Linked DNA regions of Rattus norvegicus: region 2 is linked to region 1. The links are chromatin contacts, called in public Hi-C maps. All regions are on one chromosome and are shown on one strand. The core of a region is the stretch at or near the end of the contact, and the rest is flanking DNA. Distances in the headings are between cores, read along the strand shown. Region 1 holds the start of Swap70 (switching B-cell complex subunit SWAP70). Region 2 overlaps Swap70 (switching B-cell complex subunit SWAP70).

The links. Hi-C and Micro-C count contacts between places; a contact is called where the count stands out from the background.
Region 2: a contact with region 1 is called in a Hi-C map of liver, with 2.2 times the contacts expected there. The contact joins the enhancer-like site here to the promoter of Swap70 in region 1. A contact is called at or near these places in 5 of 12 Hi-C or Micro-C datasets (frontal cortex, kidney, liver and 1 more).

The regions. Positions count from the first base shown.
Region 1 is chr1:173,698,323-173,705,684 of GRCr8, reverse strand. It overlaps Swap70 (switching B-cell complex subunit SWAP70), which reads right to left and starts at 3,299. Exons shown (of 12, transcript NM_001106288.1): 1 at 3,144-3,299. The coding sequence starts at 3,242.
Region 2 is chr1:173,737,351-173,744,712 of GRCr8, reverse strand. Swap70 (switching B-cell complex subunit SWAP70) reads right to left here. Exons shown (of 12, transcript NM_001106288.1): 4 at 1-210. Among named protein-coding and RNA genes, the nearest start is that of Swap70, 39 kb to the right of the region's middle. Within about 2 kb of position 3,637, at least 9 of the 93 cell types and tissues checked have an H3K27ac peak or open chromatin away from gene starts, as enhancers often do.

The DNA of each region.
Region 1 (7,362 bases), core at 2,050-4,549:
AAAAAAACTTAACAGTCTAAAACTACTAACCTTTCATTAAATTAGTATAGTGCAGGGGAGGGGGGCTGGAGAGATGGCTCAGTGGTTAAGAGCACTGACTGCTCTTCCAGAGGTCCTGAGTTCAATTCCCAGCAACCACATGGTGGCTCACAACCATCTGTAATGGGATTTGGCACCCTCTTCTGGTGTGTCTGAAGACAGCTACAATGTACTCATATACACAAATAAATAATTCTTTTTAAAAAATTAGCATGGTGCATGGTACCTTATACACAAATCAATATATGAGTTCCAAAACACAACTTTCCCCAGTGAAATGGAGTCAGGCACAAAGAAAATTTTAAATTAAAATATTTTCAGTTCCAAAAACACTGGCAAGATGTACACACTGAATTAATCCAAAGTCTCTTATGTCATTGCAGGAAAGACCAAATACAACTTCGCAAATGTGCTACCAACATGTGTTTGAAAACTATGAACTGAGAGTTTACACTTCCAGCCTAGCTTGATGCCAATAATCTCCTAAGGGGACCAGCAAGATGGCTCAGTGGCTAAAAGTTGCTTGCTGCAAAGCCTGATGACTTGAGTTTGACCCTGGGAATTCATACAATAGAACAACAAAACTGACTCATGAAAGTTATCTTCTGATCTCCATATCTACACTGTGACAGGACAACCACAGAAGTAAGCACACACACACACACACACACAAACACACACACACACACACACACACACACACACAAAGACATCAAATAAATGAAGACCAGCAGAGGTTTCATTTAATTTAAAAAAAAAAAAAACTAGGTTCTTTCCCTCAAAAAAAATTTTTTAGATTTATTTATTTACTTATTTTATGTATGTGAGTACATGGTCACTGTCTTCAGACACATCAGAAGAGGGCATCGGATCCCATTACAGATGGTTGTGAGCCACCATGTGGTTGCTGGGAATTGAATCAGGACCTCTGGAAGAGCAGTCAATGCTCTTAAGCACTGAGCCACCTCTCCAGCCTCCCTCAAATTTTTAATGGAGTACAATGAAAGTAAGAGAATGTTATGTCACCAATTTGAAGGGTCAGGAGAGGCTGATTAAAAAACACTGGCTTTAAAATGTGAAAAGCTTGTCAAGCTTGGTGTCACTCTTTAATCCCAGAACTAGGGAGGCAGAAGGAGGTGGATCTCTGTGAGCTCCAGGCCAGCCTGGTCTACATAGTGAGTTCCAGTATGGTCAGGGCTATAGAGAGAGATCCTGTCTCAAAATAGACAGGCAGACAGACAGATAGATAGATACAGACAGACAGAGATAGGCAGGCAAGCAGACAGACATATCTTGGTTCTAAACTAGATACTGTTTACACTGTAACTTGGGACAAATCACATCTCTGAAGCTTCAACTACTATATCAACAAAATTGAGCAGTACCCTGGGACACTCTGGAGGGAAGATGAGCTATTTTCTAAAGTTCTTTAAAAGTTAGAATTAAACAGATGATGATGATGTTTTTCAATGTTTGTAGAGTAATAAACATGGTAATTACAACATAAAGCAGCTTCCTGGCATAAGGTTTCTACATTCCCCTTAAAGTGGCAAAATAGTAATTCTAAGTACACAGAAAAAAAAAAATTAAGGAAGAAAGAAAACCGAAGCCAATCATAAAATGGCAACCTTAAATCTATCAATATCAATCATTACATTATATGTAAATGGCCTAAATACTCTAAGACACATCAGAATGGTTAAAAGAAAACCTGGCTCCACACTATCTAAAATGTATAATAAGTAAAAGTAAAAAAAAAAAGTCATACAGCTCTATTCAGATCACAAATCAAATAGAAATAACAAATCTTCAAGGGTGAATGGATAACTATGGCACACCTATAAGATGCAATTCCTATCGATAACAACACACACAAAACAGGTTAATTTCTAAGGCATTCATCTGAGTAAAGGAAGCGGGTTTCAGAAGATCCCGTTCATATCACACTAGAAGAAGGAAGACTAGAACAGATAGATCAGTGGTTACCACCTGTTGAAGATGGGGCAGTATGACAAAGCTCTGTGGGACGGAACTGATGAAACCCTAGTTAGTGATAGTGACTTCCTACGTGTGCTAAAACTCATTGAACTGTACACCAGAAAAACTATTATTAACTTTTAAAAATATTATTTTTAAATTATGAGCGTACGTGTGAAAATGTGTGTGCTGCTGTCCACAGACTTGAGAGGCATCCCCTGGAGATGGAATTATAGGCTACCCTATAGCTATGTGAGCTAACTCCACGTGGGTGCTGGGAACGGAATTCTGGACTTTTGGAAGAGCAGTCGCCCTTAACCACTGAGCAGCCATCTCTCCAAGACCTTATATATTACTTTTTTTTTTTTAAGTAAAAGTGTGTGGCTAATTTCCATCGGTCCTTCCAGACTATGATTTAATGAATAATATCAAAAGGAAAACAAGTGAGAACGCCAGATCCTGCTGGCATAAAAGTCACTACTGAAAAGAACTTCCTCATTTACTGCACAAAATATACAAAGCAAACCCAAACTTCGGAAATTTCTCCTCAGGAGAGGCTAAGAAAACCTAGTCATTCAGATCCAAAATGTGTATATTTTAAAAATGCCTGTTGAATGGCTCCTCTTGTCTGTTTCTATATTTCAGGCTTTTCAAGACGCTGCCAATTTCTCCTGGCTGAGTGCCACTTTGGGTTTTACTCAACTTACAAGTATCCCTTTATGCGTACCTCATACTATGGGGTCTCTGGGCAGCCCTTAAGGAGGACTCTACAAAAGCAATGGCCTTTGCAGGGAGCCCGCAAGACACGAGCCGCTTGGCACGCGCTCAGTAGCCCCAAGACCTGTGGACGCTGGCGGGGAGGCTCTGCTCAGTGTCCCGGAGACGAGGCTGAGGCTCCCGGGCCCCCATACATCCCGTCGCCGGGGGACGCTCTGCAGGTCCCGCGGTGCCTCTTGGAGCGCACCTCAGCCGTCGTGGGAGCCGCAGCAGCGCGCTCGCCCCCGCGCACCGCCCGGACGCCTGAAGGAAGAGTAAGGACCGCCGCCCCGCCGCATTCCCAACCAGCCCTCCCTGTGGACACTGCGGCGGGACCCGTGCCCTACGGGAAGCGCCGGCAGGGGGCTCACCTTGAGTTGCGACTTGGAGACCTTGCCGCTGCGGTCCAGGTCGAGCGCGGTGAAGGCGTGCCAGATGGCTTTGAGCAGTTCGTCTTTCAAGCCCCCCATGGCCGCGGCCGCGCTGCCCCAACAGACCCGATTCCCCGTCGGCCCTTCAGCTACTCTGCTTCCAGCAGGATCTCCACAGACGACGCTGCCCGCCGTGCGGTCACCTGACCGCTGCAGGCCCCGCCCTCCCGAGGACACGCCCCTCTGGTCCCGCCCCTCCGCCTTACCAGCCAGCCCCTGGAATACCCTCTGTCCACTACAGGTACGTGAACACTACCCTTGAGGGGGGTTTCCACATCAACTCAGACCATTTTCAAAGCTCGTATGTGCTCCCAAAGAAATGTCGACCAACCCGAGGAACGCGCAAGACTGGAGTGATCAGCCTCTGCGGCTTCTGCAGGAGTCTCGCAGCTATTAAAGGAGGTTGGTTCAGTCCTGGGATTGAGTCAAGGTCTCAAGAGGCCAGACGAGACCCCGAAAAATGCCCAGGCAGAACCTGGAATACTCCAAATCAGGAAGAATGAAGAAGGAGACAGAAACAAAAACAGAAATCTGAGAAAGTTGCTTCACGCACTTTACAAATATGTTGTGATGGCCTCTGGGGGCACAGCAACAAGATTTTTTTTAGGCATTTTTATTGGATATTTTCTTTATTTACATTTCAAATGTTATCCCGTTTCCTGGGTTTCCCTCCGGAAACCTCCTATACCATCCCCTCTCCCACTACTTCTATGAGGCTGCTCACCCACCCACCAACCCACTCCCTCCTGCTTCCCGACCCTGACTTTCCCCTACTTTAGGGCACAAGACCAAGGACCTCTCTTCGCATTGATGCCTGATAAAGCCATTCTCTGCTACATAAGAGCTTGGAGCCATGGGTCTGTCCATGTGTACTCTTTGGTTGGTGGATTAGTCCCTGAGAGCTCTGGGGGACTCTGGTTGGTTGACACTGTTGCTATTCTTATGGGGTTACAAACCCCTTCAGCTCCTTCAGTCCTTTCTCTAACTCCTCCAATGAGGACCCCATTCTCAGTTCAATGGTTGGCTGTGAGAATCCGCCTCTGTATTTGTCACACTCTGGCAGAGCCTCTCAGCATACAGCTATATCAGGCTCCTGTCAGCATACACCTTTTAGCATCAGCAGTATTGTCTGGGTTTCATGGCTGTATATGGATTGGCTGGATCCCCATGTGGGGATCTCATATAAATGTAATAATATAAATCGTTTTTTAAAAAAAAATGATGCTTGCAGCTAACCATCAGACTTCTAACTCCTCCATTGAACTCCCGTAAGAAGTCAAAGACTGGCTGATAAGACAGCTCAATAAAGGCTCTTGATGGGGTTGGGGATTTAGCTCAGTGGTAGAGCACTTGCCTAGCAACCGCAAGGCCCTGGGTTCGGTCCCCAGCTCCTTAAAAAAAAAAGAAAGGAAGGAAGGAAAAAAAAAAGATAAAGGCTCTTGATGCCAAGCGTAATGACTTTGAGTTCCATCTCCTGAACCCACATAGTGGAATGAGAACCGCAAGTCATCTTCTGACTTCACCGCATGCCCACACACCTACACTAAATAAACAGTGTGTAAAAAGAAGTCGATAAGTCCAGCAACATTTTCTTTCTAACCCCAGTCGCTGAGGGTCAGTTCACATCTTAGGAAGAGCTTCATGGAGGTGAGGTTGCTGTCGCTGGTGGATTGTGCTTGCGTGAACGGAAATCATGCAAATCACTCCATCCATTTTGCTAATGAGAATGGTTGACCCACTTAAAAGAACCCATCTCGACCGACTGAGAGAAGTGCCGGAATGACAATCTCACATCTTCTGTCTCTTACACTTGAACTCTCCTAGCTTCATATCCTCCACAGATGAAATGGGCATGGATACCAGATGTTCCAGAAGGCTCTTTTCCACTGCCTGGGGAAGTGACTATGACTGGGTAACTTGAATCTCATCACAATAGCACAATCCTTAGACACATGAAAGGGATAACTATCAAAAAAGTCAAAAGCTGGAGATTCTCAGATAAAAGCGTAGTTTATTTTCCCTCTTTACAGTTCCTTTGGGCTAAGGGTGTAGCTCAGTTGGTAAGAGAGCTTATCTAGCATGTACAAAGTCCTGAGTTTGTCCCTAGCACTACATGGTGCTAGACCAGGCATGATGGTGCATACCCGTAACCCAACACTTGAAATTTGGAGGTCCAGGGTCATCCTTAGCTACATATGGAGTTCAAAGACAGCCAGGACTAAATGAAACCCTGCCTGTAAATAAATTGATAAGTAAACTTCTTGATGTCCACACGTGTCTTATTTTAAAGGGGAAAGAAACAGATTTGGAAAGAGTCAAAAAAATTGAATCAATGAGGTTAAGGCCAAAGCGAATCTCATAGAGCTGAAGGTAGGAACGAAAAAGGACCATGATGTCACCTCTTCCTCACTTTGACAACCTTAAGGGTGCCGCCCCATTTCATTACCACTGGTCAGGATTATTCTTGCCCTCCCAGAATCCGGTGTCTATTGTTGATCTTCTTTAGCTCCAGACCAAGTCTTCAGTCAGCAAAAAACACAAGGTTTAACCTCTAATTTATTTATGCCAACTCAGCTTGCCCTAAGTAGTGACAAAAAAAAAGAAAGAAAGAAAAGAGAAGAGAAGAGAAGAAAAAAGAAAAACTAAATCAGGCATGGTAATATACACCTGTACTCAGTAAAGAGAGGTAGGGGATGGCTACATGTTTGAGGCCACTATGGTCTGCACACTGCATTCCAGAGCTATGGAGCAAAACTCTGCCTCGGGAGAGGAAGAAAGAGAAGGAGGAGAAGAAAGAGGAGGAGAGGAGGCAAGGGGAAGGAGAGGAGGAGGGAAAGGAGGAAAGAAATCCTAATTCTGAAAGTTCAGTTTAACCACTAGATGACACTTTGAGAATCCAGACACACTAAGCATATTTCTCTGGGCTATCCTGGACTTCCTAATGCCTACTTCTAAAATCCTCGTTCCTTTTTCTTTTAGGTTGGTTAGTTTATTTGCTAGTATTTCAAGTAAGAACCACCATGTCTTGTTCCTATTTTTTTATATCCAGCCCTGAGGATCATGCACCATCACTTATTCAGTGTCTTACTAATTTCTCAAGTCCATTCTAGTTAATTGGGAGCGAAACTATTAAAAGAAGATCAGTAGGCTCGAGTCATTTGGGGTCAGTTGGGAAGATGGCTGGTTGGACAGAACCTTGGTTTTCCTATTCACTTATCTATGAATAAATATGAAGTGTTACTTCCTTGCTTGTAAAATGGAATGGAATACTATTATTTATCTGGAGTACTATTAAATAGCATGATATTTAAATGATTAACATGATAAAATAGAATAACATGAGGCTCAAATGAAAAGCTAGCATGGGGGTTGGGGATTTAGCTCAGTGGTAGAGCGCTTGCCTAGGAAGCGCAAGGCCCTGGGTTCGGTTCCCAGCTCCGAAAAAAAGAACCCCCCCCCCAAAAAAAAAGAAAAGCTAGCATGGCACACACTATCACAGTAAGGCTCCTATAATGGATTTGTCCTATGGCAATTTAACCAAACTACAATTTAGTTCCCTAAAATTCCACCCACCCACCTTTTTTGACACAGTGTTTCACTGTGTGGCTTTAGCTGGGGTGAGGGGGACTTCCTATATGAACAAGGACCTGCCTGGTCTCCAGCTCATCACCCTTTTGCCTGCCTTTGCCCCTGCCTCTGGAGTGGTGAAATTAAAGTATACACCACCACCACACCTGAAACTTTTTTCTTTATATTTACATGTGCATGTGCTTTGTGTGTGCGGGTATCCAAGGAAGCCATAAGAGGGCATCATATCTCCCTGAAGCTGGAGCTACAGGAGGTTGTGAGCCATGTGAACCATGGTACTGGGAACCAAACTCAGATCATCTACAAGCCCAGTACACACTCTTAACCATCTGGCCAGGCCTCACGATGAACACATTTTAAGTTCTAGCACTCAGGAGACTGAAACAAGAAGATCATCAAATCAGGGATAACTTGAGCTGCATTGTGAGGTCAGGGCCTGTCTGAGCTGTATAGAAAGGATCTACCTCAAAAACATGGAGAGGGGTGCAGAAGTTAAGCCTGTCTCTTCCTCCCAGTCCTGTGCTCACTTAGACTCAGACTCAAAATATATTTACAAATATCTTGCCCCATC
Region 2 (7,362 bases), core at 2,388-4,887, 39 kb before region 1:
AATAAGCTCATTGAAGACCTCATTAATGGCCATAGACACTGTCTGACGATCCATGCCCTTGCTAAACTGTCCATTTCCAATTAGTTCAATAAGTTCCCAGGCAGACAGGCCATCTTTATTGTCATCAAAGTTTATTTTGTAATGTTCAAATTGCTCTTGTTGCCAACCTCCTCCCATAGCTTCTGTAAGTTTCTTAAGTAGGTATTCGATCTGTATGGAAAAAAAAATTTAGTTATTTCCTTTTAAAATTTTTTGTTAGTTTTTTCTTTTTTTGAGGAAATTATGTCGGGTTTTAATAATTTCTCTGTATAGCCCTAGCTACAATGGAACTTGCTCTGCAGACCAGGCTAGCCTTGAACACAGAGATCCCCAGCCTCTGACTCCTAAGTACTGGGATTGAAGATATTCTCCACCATCACCTAGCTAATCATTTCTTATTTTTAACATAGGTATCCATTTGTATTATTCACCCTAGTGGGTTTAACTCAGAATGTATTCTTTTTTTTTTTTTTTTTTTTTGGTTCTTTTTTTCGGAGCTGGGGACCGAACCCAGGGCCTTGTGCTTCCTAGGTAAGCGCTCTACCACTGAGCTAAATCCCCAGCCCCCAGAATGTATTCTTTATGCTTCCAAAAAGCACTTGTTTTAAAAAGGAAAATCTGCCTTTGCTAGGGAAAGCTGTGCACATGAAACAGCAATGGCTGCTGTCTGCTGGTGTATTCTGAATCAAACTGGACAGCCCGCACTTGTACGAGTATGGAGCCAAGGGAAGCTGCAACACGCCACACACAAACAAATTACTGTCACCTCTTTTGGGGAAAATACTATACCAAGAACATCAATCTTTTCTTCCTCCTGTTTTGATTTGTCTGGTTATACTGACACAAGGTCTCATATAGTCCAGACTGGTCTCAAACTTACTATATGTGGCCAAGTATGACCTTGAACTGATTCTCCTGACCCCACCTCCCGTGTACTGAATTACTGATGCATACACAACTAGCACCCAGCTCTGCACGCGAATCTCACTAAACATTAGTGTTAAATCAAAGAAACATCTCAAGTGCACACATTATCCCCTAATTTACAGATTTGCTGTGTAAACCAGCTACTTCTTTCTGTTGTCTCCATCCACTAGAACACTGATGTTATAAATATGACTGGACTCCCAGTATGAATCAGAAAGGCTTACTAAATCCTGAAACAGCAGACATTATGTAGGAAAATATTGGAGGGTGGGGGGTGAGGCAGTATGCTGAATAAGTAGACGGCATTGCTTATGTTCAGCAACCCCCAGTGTGATAATTCTCAAACACTGCCATTCATCTCTGCCTTTCCAATGTCTCCCCTCTATCTGATACATCTCAAGAGCATGCTCAGAGTACACACTGATGGGTCTGACCATGACAATTTCATATGTGCACATCATCCGCTTTGCAAATATTTACCCCACCTCTTGTCCTCTGATCCCCTCCCCTCGCTGCTGACTTCAGCTGGTGTAAAACCATCCACAAAACCCCCCACCCGTATTCCATGTCCTTATCACTTACATCAAACCCACTCAGTAACAAAGTGCTCTGACAATATTCCTGAGATCAATGGTTTTTCACTATGAATTAAGCCAGCATTTTTGTGATGGAATGAAAACATTCTACTTCAATCACAACAGGGCCAGAGACAGTTTTATACGGTTTCTGTGTACGTGCATTTGTTTGTGCTGGGTCAAATTATAAAATGCTTATCTTCCTATAACATTGAAATGGAAAATAAATATTTAGTTGGGTGTCATGACATACTTAATCACAACACTTGGGAGACTAAAGCACAGCTCTTTCAGGCCAGCCAGGGCTACATAGTGAAACTCTGCTCAAAAAATTAAAAAACATAAAAAAGAAAAAGAAATAAATAATAATAAATAAATAAAAATAGAAACCCATAGGAGAGAGAAAGAAAGTACTGTTTCTCCGGATGGTTCACAAACGTGGTCCTCCTCCGTCTGAAAGCTTCCGGCCCCACACTTGGCATCTCTGTAGGTCATGCTGCGGTTTAACAAGACCCCAGGTGTCCTCACCAACCAACCCTACAGCAGGCACTGTATTCCCTGCCTCCTCTCCTTGTCACTGCATCAGTGTGCTGTGTTCCATGTTCTAATCCCCATTTGCTTTTCCACCCTTTTCTGAATTCTTCACAGGTGCCCCATCTATCTTTGAACTCCAGGAGCTCCTCGGGGGACCTCAAGTACAGCAGGACTCAGCTGACCCCTAAAACGAATGAGCTAAGATCCAACCTCCTCATCTGTGAAGTGAGGATAATAATACTCATCACATAGAGAGACAGAAAAAGACACAGAGAGAACAGTCAGCACAAAGCCGCCCAGCAGCCACACCATCGGTGTCGGTCGCTTCCCCTCTCCACACTGGGTGACACAGTATACAATCATTTAGAACTACACTTGAGAAAAGTTTACCAGGTATGAAAGCAAAGAATGCAAGCCCGTGGTTTCACCTGCCTAAACAGAAAATGCAGGTTTTCTGGCAAACATTTGTCAAAAACACAGAAAATACTTAGTTACAAATAAGACTTGGGGTTCATTTTTCTTTTTTATTCTTTGTCTCCCCATTAATGTGATTATAATGCTGTTTGTGAAATAATAAAGTGTAATGGGAAATGGAAAGCAATTCCATTTACGGGGCTGGGGATTTAGCTCAGTGGTAGAGCGCTTACCTAGGAAGCGCAAGGCCCTGGGTTCGGTCCCCAGCTCCGAAAAAAAGAACCAAAAAAAAAAAAAAAAAAAAAAGAAATTCCATTTACTAAGTACCACAAGTTCAAAACCATCACAAGTTTAGTGATAGACGCTCCTTTGGGATGAACATTAACAGAGGCCTTGAAAAAGTGTGAGCAGTGCAGGAAATGCTCTCTGTAGAAGAGAAGCACACTTAGGCCCTTCTCTGCCCTTGGTGAAGCGGTGTCACTTACTGCTGAGCCCCTCCTACTTTGAAGGGGGTGGAGGGCAGTAACAGATGATGGAAGAGGAGAAAAAGATAATGGGAAAGATGATTAACGTCAAGAGAGACTAAAAACAAAATAACGAGAGAGAGAGAGAGAGAGAGAGAGAGAGAGAGAGAGAGAGAGAGAGAACAAGCAGTAAGCATCAGCTGGTGGCAAGAGGATCAAATCTATCCCTGGCTAAATAGAGAATTCAAGACTGTGACTTAGCTCATCAAGGGAATACCATGAGGAAGCACACATTATGGCCATGTGTGCACAGGATGAAGGACTACAGTGGGTTTGACAGGATGCTGTAGCCATGACATCTGCACAAGTCAAGGAGACAGCCTTTGCTTACCCACCACAGTGAGGCCAAGCCACCACCTTCAAGCTCCAGGTGACCTTTTGTTTGCAACTCATATTCTCTATTCAATTCTCAAAGCAGCTTCCTGAGTTCTTCTGGAACCTTCTAAAATAGTACCTCTCAAGCCTGAGAGGCTGACTTTCAGCCCCTGCACCAACAAGACCTGGCTCCCAGCAACTGTGTCTTTCCTGTTGACTTGGGACACATTCATATACATTATAACCAAGGAGCAGAAGGACCTTTTGACCGTAGCACAAAGAGACACTTTCTCACTCTACTATCCAAGTAAGCTGAACAATGAGTCACGTGTGTGCCAAGCTTGCTTTACAGAAGAGCCCCAAGCAATTCTAAGGCTCGTTCAGCTCAGGAAGCAGCCTGCTTCCTCCTTCCAGGCAGATTTCACTAAAAATAACAAAGAAACTTCAAGCTGGATGTGATTTTTCTAGGTCTTTGGCTTGAATTTTTATTCTGTCAAAAGTTCTCTCTGTCATTAAAGGAGCAACCTACATTTTACCTCACTTAAGATCTCTTTAAAAGTATTTCAAGTTTGAGTTTTCACTGCTGAAAGGCAATTCTTCCAAGTAAGTGTGTGGCAGACACATCCTGTTTTGTTCTTGGTTCTAAGGGAAATGACACTAATAAAAACTACACTTTATGCTTTACAGGCATACGTTTCCAGGAACATCGCCAGAAGAAAATGTGGAACCAACTCAAAGGGGCGTTCTCTCTCTCTCTCTCTCTCTCTCTCTCTCTCTCTCTCTCTCTCTCTCCAAATGTGCCAATAGAAACACCTTGACTTTACCATGTGATTTAAATATTTATTTAACATTCTTTTTTTTTGGAGCTGGGGACCGAACCCAGGGCCTTGCGCTCGCTAGGCAAGCGCTCTACCGCTGAGCTAAATCCCCAACCCCTTATTTAACATTCTTAACAATCATTCTGGGTGATGGAAAACACAGTCAAACGAATACTGTAGATGCGTTATTCACACACTGCCACTGTTAAACAATATTGGCTGAAGTAGAGAAAAAAACCGACTCTTTGGGTACGATACATCATATCTATGATCTCAGCACTTGGGGTGGAAACAGAATAGCCACAAGTTTGAGGCCAGTCTCAAACCATGTCTCAAAAAACAAAACAAGTAACAACATCAAAAACTGTAAACTTAAAACACAAGTGAACATTATGATAGATGGATTACTAGAAATATAAAAATTACACAGGAGTGGTGGATCAGGAGCACACGTTTGACCCAGCACTCAGGAGGCAGAGAGGCAGGTGGATCTCTGGTGAATTCAAGGCCAGTCTTGTCTACATGGTAGGTTCCAGGCCAGCCAGGAAGAGCGATCCTGTCTCAAACAAACAAACAAGAAACAAACAAACAAACAAACAAGTGTGTGTGTGTGTGTGTGTGTGTGTGTACAAGACAAATACATCCTATTTAGACTCTATGTAATGACCAGTAAGCTTCTCATATGTACATGAGACTCTCTGAACTTGTAAGACTTTAAAATTCCCAACAGACAAGTAGAACCCACAAAGACATTGCATTTTAAATTTTATTTTTTAAAAATGTATGTTTTTATGTTACGTTTTCTAAAACTCTGCATTTCAAAAACAGTTCAAATATATAGTTTTTATGTTGTTAAGTATGTAGAAAGAAAACAACATTGACTAGGTCCACAACCTAGTGTGACCTTGAGGTGCAGTGCTTGGTCAAAGGGCAAGTGACTTGCTGGAGCTCAGTATGCCAAGGCAATGCTTAAACCTCAAGAGGCTGACTCAGGAACTGAAGCAATTCCACATTAATCTGCTCCAGTAACCCATTCTCTACCCCACAGAAATACTCCTGCTCACTGAAGGGTATAATTCTAACTCCATTTCTACCGCTGTCATGTAAACCAGGTAGGCCTCAACCTCCTGATCCTCCTGCCTCAACCTCCCCTGGTGCTGGAACTGCAGCACACGCTCCTGATTCTGAGAGGAATTCTCCATCTCACGAGGAGGCACTCAAGGATGCAAAGCACAGAGTGAGCCCACAGGAGACTCGACAAAGTCCGCTGCACCAGAGAGAGGTCGCTCTCCTCCCAACAGGACTTCATGTCTGAAGGAGACAGAATGTTCATGCCAGCCTGCAATGATGGAGTCCAGGCTGGGTTCTGGGCTGCAGCAAAGACAGCACCAGGCCTGTTAAGGCCCACGTGGGTCCTGTTGCTCCTCTGGGTTATCAAGAAGCTGACCAGAGTAGTGGCTCAGTGATAACAAAGCCCCCAATCAAGAAGGCACTTCCTATGTCTACAATAAAGTAAGCACTCATCCTTGCTGCTTAAGTGCAAATTCTGAAAGTAAGACAAAATGGCTTGCAAGTCCGCCATGGGTATTTTAGTAACAGAAAAAAAATCTAAAATGTCAAGGATAAGAGAGCCATCCACTTCTAGTTCCAACACACATATAAACTTGGAATTCTGAGTGTGGGCACAATATCTTCAAAGACCATATTGGAAGGCCGGGAATGGTGGCACGTACCTCTAGACTCAGCACTCAGGAAGACAGAGGCAGGCAGATCTCTCTGAGTTTGAGACCAGCCTGGTCTACATTGTCTGTGCCAAAAGAGCTAGGACTCTGTATAGAGACCCTGTATCCAAAAAGAAAAAAAGGCCATGGGGTTGGGGATTTAGCTCAGTGGTAGAGCGCTTGCCTAGCAAGCACAAGGCCCTGGATTAGGTCCCCAGCTCCGAAAAAAAGAAAAAAGAAAAAAAGGCCATGTTAGAAACCTTTCATGGAGCTGGAGAGATGGGTCAGCAGCTAAGACCACTGCCCACACCCACCAGGTGGCACACAACTTTCCATAATTCCAGTTCAAGGAAATCCAATGCCCTCCTCTGACCTCTAAGGCTGCCAGCACCAGGCACACATATGGTGCACAGACATATATGTAAACAAACACTGATACACAGTAGTAGTAGAGCAGCAGCAACAGCAGCAGCAGCAGCAGTAGGAATAAAATTCTCTTCCAAGAAAAAACATACCACTGAGCAGCAGCCATGTCTGTTACAGGCCTTCAGGTCACCCATTCTGAATTAAGCTGGGCAGTGCTCTAGGGTGTTGCTTTCCATGTCCCCTTTAACTGTCACATACACTTAATACCTAGACAGGATCATATTTAACACCAAGACAGTGTTCCCCCACAACCATAGAGAAACTGCCTCTCCCTTGCTATCAACGGCTACCTATTGTTAATCCGGAAGCCCCTTCTTACCACTATCTGATTTTTCTGCAATTTACATTCTCATTGCCTCCTCTTATCTCACAGCCTACACCGTTCTGCTTCCTTTACCAAGTCGACTTCCTCCTGCTGCTATAGAAACAGCCCCAGGTTCCCCTTGGCCCTCACAACTCCTACTATGGTCACTTCCTCCCTGTAACCCACTCCTGTGGTTTCTCCATGTCTCTCTCCAGCCCTGGCTTCTCACACACTCTAGCAGTGTATTTCCACAAGGATATTCTACCTATAACACTAAACATGCCACACCCATTACATGCCCCATTTGGTGAGCATGTATCCTGGGTTCCAGCACTACATCAAGTGTTTCAGTACCGTCAACTTCTCTAGCCTCACAGGGTACACTGTAGAAAGCAGCTATCTCCATTCTAAAGGTGGGGAGACACAGACTGGAAGATTACTTGCACTCTGTGAAGAAGTGGTAAAGCTGGGTTTCAAAATCAGTCTGTTTCAAAGACCATGCTTTATAAAAAGCATTGTGCTACCTCTAGATGCCCAGGATTGAAATGTGCCTGTGATTTCCCATGACCAGGCACTATCAACATGTGCAGACAGGGGACAGAGGATAGAAATTTAATCTGCTGGTTATGACCAGTTAGCTGTGCTCTGCAGAGGACTCCATAACATCACAATCACAATTTCATGAATGTAACTGCCTCACTCGGGAAACTGTCATCTTGACTCAGAAAGATCCATGACTGGTCAAACCTGTCCTGCATGTCTGGT